2 separate regions of the Mus musculus genome follow, and region 1 is linked to region 2. A link is a contact called in public Hi-C data. All regions are on one chromosome and are shown on one strand. The core of a region is the stretch at or near the end of the contact, and the rest is flanking DNA. Distances in the headings are between cores, read along the strand shown.

Region 1 (2,700 bases), core at 121-2,620, 230 kb after region 2:
CTGCCCCCACGCTCCCTTCTCCTTTCAGCTTCTCTCTGAAAGAGTGATGGATCCAGACATACAAACTGTAAATAAACGTGAATGACCCTGTCTCCATAGCCCCCACCTCCCCTTCTGCTGCCAAAGAAAACTGGGAGGGAAGGAAGAGAGAGAGAGAGAGAGAGAGAGAGAGAGAGAGAGAGAGAGAGAGAGAGAGAGAGAGAGAGATCCTGACTTCCTCACAGGTAATTAAAGGGACTATTTTCAAGGTTGCATGGGCAAAAGACAATTCAGTCCTAATGAAGCATCGATCGACTGGCACTAAGGTAGAAAGGGGCTGACATTCATTCAAAGGTACCTTTAACTGATGGAGCACACTGCACCAGGAATTGCTCCTTCTCTGCTGTCATTCCCTGGGACCTGAGTTGGGGGGGGGGGGGGATGGGGGGGAGGGGAAAGTTTGCTTTAAATTTGTTTTATTTCCATGTTGCTGCAAATGCATGTGTCAGACTGTTTTCTTTCCTTTAAAAAAAAAAATTGGAATGCACTAATGTCCAATCTGGGTGGTATTAAGGGACCGGGTTTCCTTTGCTTAGGGTCAATTTTCTTCATTAGTGAGCTTTAAAAGCTCACCCATTATGCCTGCTGGTCAGGAATGAATGAGACCAGTGATGGCCAAGCACGGGCTCCTCCGGCAGGTTGGGGCACTGTGGTCTGACTGGAAACTCAAACTGGTTTCATTCCACCCGTTTGGTGACTCACTTGGACTGGTGTGGGTCATACTGTGGAGAAACAGCAATCTTATGGAGGGAAAAGGAGTTGAGGACGGAAGACCAGTCTCTATCCAAGGGGTGGTGCCAGTGTGGCCAGGACCCAGAGTGCTTTTCAGAATCAGGTCTTTGAGAACAGAGCCAGCAAGGTGGGGTTTTAAAGTTAACAGATTGACACTAGGCAGAGGCCTGGAGTGACGGTGCCATAGAAGAGCCAGGCCAGTGCCATCTGCCAGCCCACCTGGGGGACACTTCCCCAAGCCCCCTTAGCTCTCTGGACACGGTTTCCGGTGTTTCTCATGATCGCTTAAACTGTTTGTATTCAGACCCCTTTTGAATGGTGATGAGAGTACACAAAAATGATAGTCATGCCGAGAAGTCGGGGTGGATGACAGGGGAGGAGAGACTACTGATCCCGGAACAAGTTGAAATTGGGGGGGGGAGGGCGGCGCTTGCCACGGCCCCACTCCCCCTCCTGCCTTTTCAAGAGTCTCTGCAAGCAACAATAGCAGGCCCCTTCAGAACCAGAAACACAAAGGGAATTTGCTGTGGTTCAGTCCCCACAGTGAGGCCCTTCGGAAGCTGAACACAGTCACTTTTTCTTCCCCTGATAAAAATAAGCGACGGGAGGGTGGGCAGACGGGAATTCTCCTGTACGCCCCCCTCACCGACATCCAGGGTACAATAAGCTGAAGAGAAGGGGGCCTCTCTGACAGAACGTTTCAAATCACAGGCCCTGGCTCACATGCTCTGTCTTTCTTCTCCCCTTTCTCAGAATTTATCATTGTTTCTTGATTTGGCTCTTAATTTTGGTTTGGTTTTGGAAGGAAAGGATGGCAGGGTCTATTATTTAACTCGATAAATAGCATTAGCGTACCGCCTGGCTGCCTCCCCGTCTCTCCCTCTCTCTCTCTCTCTCTCTCTCTCTCTCTCTCTCTCTCCTATTTATTCATTTGTGTTTACATTTCTAAGACATCCCTTTAGCTGAAGGAGGACACTTCCCACATATTGCAGGATTGGCCATTAATGCAAACGGGTAATTTATCGGCTCACACAGCCTCTGAAGTTGAATTTTGTAAAGAAAATCTGGGGCTTAGTATTCTAGGGTTTGTCGCCTCTGTATGCATTTACTTTGTAATTTTCTTCCCTTTATCTTTGAAACAGTTCCTAACATTTCTATTTATCAATTTGATGAGATTTCATTGTAGTTTTTATTTATTTACTTGCATAAACCAAAGCGCAGGTCACCACACAGAAGCAAAGAGCTGTGTACAGAGCACCTGGTGACATTTTTAAAAAGAAGAATCCCCCTTACCCCCCCCCCCCCCAAACCTGGCTAAACTGGAGCCCAGCCGATCCTATCTGCATTAATTTGGCTGAACAACAAGATACTGCCGAGGACAAGCGGAGTACAGCAGTTCGGAGTTCCCAGAATTGGCCCAGCTCAGCCGGAACAATGGCAGCTTCCTATTCACCTTAACCCGGCTTTTCAGAAGAGCATCCCCAGAAACACAAAAGCATCAGCGGGAAATGGCAATTTTTATGAATCCTAATCAATCAAAGGGCTTATTAACTCAATGTGAAGCCAGATTAAAATCTTTAATTATAAATCGTGCTAAAAGGAAAAACAAAATGTACTTATGCTACATTGAAAATTCCGGATATTAACATAGTTGCTATTATCTCGCAATATTACCCTCAACCCCCCCTCAATCTTGCCCCACCCCACAACAGCCTCATCTTTTTCTAGGACTAAAGAACAGGGCTCTACAACCCATTTCACAACCCCGTCGCCATCCTCGATTTATTAAAATATATTCTTTTCTCCCTCCTATGCGTCCAATAGGTTGCCGGGAAGCTGCTTTGGTGTTACAGGAATAGAAGACCCGTTAGGGAGCACCAGGCAGGCAGCTAAGGTTTCAGTGGGACTTTGGGGGCTATTTGAGGGGTA
Region 2 (2,700 bases), core at 54-2,553:
TTGTTGTGAATTAAGAATCTTTGCTTCTCCTATGGAGCTGTAAACCCCTTCAACTCTTCGAGTACTTTCTCTAGCACCTTCATTGGAGACCTTGTGCTCTTTGAGCATCCACTTCTGTATTTGTCAGGCACTGGCAGAGCCTCTCAGGGGACAGCTATATCAGGCTTCTACCAGCAAGCACTTCTTGGTATCCACAGTAGTGCCTGGGTTTAGTGGTTGTATATAGGATGGATTCCCTAGGTGGGGCAGTCTCTGGCTGGTCATTCCTTCAGTCTCTGCTCCACACTTTGTCTCTGTAACTCCTTCCATGGGTATTTTGTTCCCCTTTTCTAGGAAGGATCGAAGTATACACACTGTGGTCTTCCTTCTTCTTGAGTTTCATGTGGTTTGTGAATTGTACCTTGAGTATTCCGAGCTTCTGGGCTAATACCCACTTATCAGTGAGTGCATATCATGTGTGTTCTTTTGTGATTGGGTTACTTCACTCAGGATGATATGTTCCAGATCCATCTATTTGCCTAAGAATCATACTAACCAGTACCTCCCAGAGCTCTCAGGGACTAAACCACCAACCAAAGAGTACACACGATGGGACTCATGGCCCCAGCTACATATGCAGCAGAGGATGGCCTAGTCGGTCATCAATGAGAGGAGAGGCCCTTGGTCCTGTGAAGGCTTTATGCCCCAGTGTAGGGGAATGCCAGGGCCAGGAAGCAGGAGTGGGTGGGTTGGGGAGCAGGGGGAGGGGGAAAGGGAAAAGGGGAGAGGACTTAGGGAGGGAAACCAGGAAAGGGGATAACATTTGACATGTAAATAAAGAAAATATCTAATAAAATAAAATAAAATAAAGAATCTTTGCACCCAGAACTGGTAAGCCCATATTGTGTGCCCAGGGCTGATGTAAAGCAGGAGAAACACCAATCAAATTGGCAGGGATCATGAGATGCAGCCCTTTTTTTTCTATACTCCAGGACAATGGTGAGCCTAGCTTAGCTGGCTTTGCCTTAGTATATTTTCCAATCTGGATGGTTACACGTACCCCTGAAGGTCTTGCATGTATTCCCATGTGCCTGTGTGCACCTGGCTTTGCTTTTGCACGGACTCAGGGCTTATCTGCCATGTCTGGGCCAGTGGGTTCGGTTTTCCTTTGTGTGAACATTCATCTGCCTGGGCCCATCCCCCTCCGGCCTCTCCCCCACACATTAACCTCAAATCTCAGCGCATGCTCCAGGGTCTTGCCTGCGTTGGCTGCTCCTGGGCTCGCAGCATCCCTGCCCCCTTCCCTCAGCCCTCTTATCTAAAGCAGCATGTCACTGCAATTTTATGGTCAACATTACAGACTCAAGCCCTCCTTTGAACCAATCGCACTGCACTGAATATGTTAAGGGAATCCAGGCTTTCTGAAAGGAGCCTGCTTCCTAAGCCCTACTGCCTGACCTCTCTGGGGCTGCCTCCATAAATCTGCCTCACCTGATGGGAGATGGGCTTTTTAGGATCTCTCGGGGTGCTTTGAGGCAGCAGTTCTATGAACTCCTTGCCACAATAAATAATGCTACCTGCAATATGTCTTTGAGAGTGTGTCAGTGGCGGCTGTCCTGCCATGCATTTTTAGCATTGTGCCGCCTGGAAGATAGATTCCAGATTCAGCATTTGCTCGCACTTAGTGCCAGATCCCTTTACCCTTTTGCCCCAGTGGAGTGACAGAGACCACAAATAAAATAAAATAAAATAAAATAAAATAAAATAAAATAAAATAAAAATAAAACGAGGGGGAAGAAAAAGCAGCCTAGGAAAAATGATACAAGAAGAGGGAAAGAGTCACACATACACTAGTGACTACCTGGTAATCTGATGGCAGAGGCTAGGCTGGACAGAGGAGGAGGCTGTATGGGGGTGTGGGGGTGGGGGTGGGGAGGAGTAGGTCTGGATTTCTCAGGAAGGAAGCAATGGACCTGGAGTAGCTAGAGAAGAGGCTGTTCTACCAGGCAGAGTGCCCGGGTAAGAGGAAAGCCCACGTGTAGATCTACCATCTATCATGAAGTACAGAGGCTCACAACTCTTTGCATGTAAGCACATTGGTGGCCATTACATTGGGTAGATTCTAGATAATTGGTCCAATGACATGGAGCAACGGATTTGGAAACAGCCCAGGGACAGCATCCGGGGGCACTGCTGTGTTCTAGAAGCTCAAGACAATAAAGGAAGTCACGGACTGCAGCTTAGAAAGAGCAATCAGCCTCCCCTGCCCCAAATGGCCCTGCCTCGCGCATCTCCACACAACTGGAAATGAGAGTCCGTGCAGTCGGGTGAGTTTTCCTAGTTACCATCTCTGCAACTTGAGCTCGCCGGCAGTGCTAAAGCCAACATTCACCACTGCGGTGCCCGAGAATTTCCGATCCTTTGAAATGCCCCGAGTCCCAGGAAGTTTCTGCATTAATAACTTTGCCAGCCTGTATCTATTACGGCGGGAGAGAGCCCAGGAAAGGAAGAAAGCAGAGATGGCTTTGATATGTTAACATCGCCCAACGGTAGATGCTTTCATTTTACATACTGCATCCTCTTTTAGAGGTGATAAAATCCAACAATGCCCAGGCCTGGCTTCTGTGTGTACTGAGATCCACTCAAACCCTGCCTGATAAGAGAGCCCAGGACTGCAGCAGATTCCTGGACCCGAGTTTCAGGACGATACCCACAGGAGTC

Evidence for each region. A called contact is a pair of places that touch in the nucleus more often than the background predicts.
Region 1: a Hi-C map of the N1E-115 cell line shows a contact between it and region 2, with 3 times the contacts expected there. The contact joins two enhancer-like sites. A contact is called at or near these places in 1 of 484 Hi-C or Micro-C datasets (the N1E-115 cell line) and 1 of 115 datasets of contacts at active chromatin or transcription factors (embryonic midbrain).

The regions. Positions count from the first base shown.
Region 1 is chr8:108,245,266-108,247,965 of GRCm38.p6, reverse strand. No RefSeq gene overlaps it. Among named protein-coding and RNA genes, the nearest start is that of Gm34675, 63 kb to the left of the region's middle. RefSeq lists an enhancer at 1,135-2,700. Within about 2 kb of position 1,370, at least 22 of the 459 cell types and tissues checked have an H3K27ac peak or open chromatin away from gene starts, as enhancers often do. A contact at or near this core is called in the N1E-115 cell line, where this site is marked.
Region 2 is chr8:108,480,169-108,482,868 of GRCm38.p6, reverse strand. It overlaps a transcript of Zfhx3 not described here. Among named protein-coding and RNA genes, the nearest start is that of Gm39243, 9.2 kb to the right of the region's middle. Within about 2 kb of position 1,303, at least 34 of the 459 cell types and tissues checked have an H3K27ac peak or open chromatin away from gene starts, as enhancers often do. A contact at or near this core is called in the N1E-115 cell line, where this site is marked.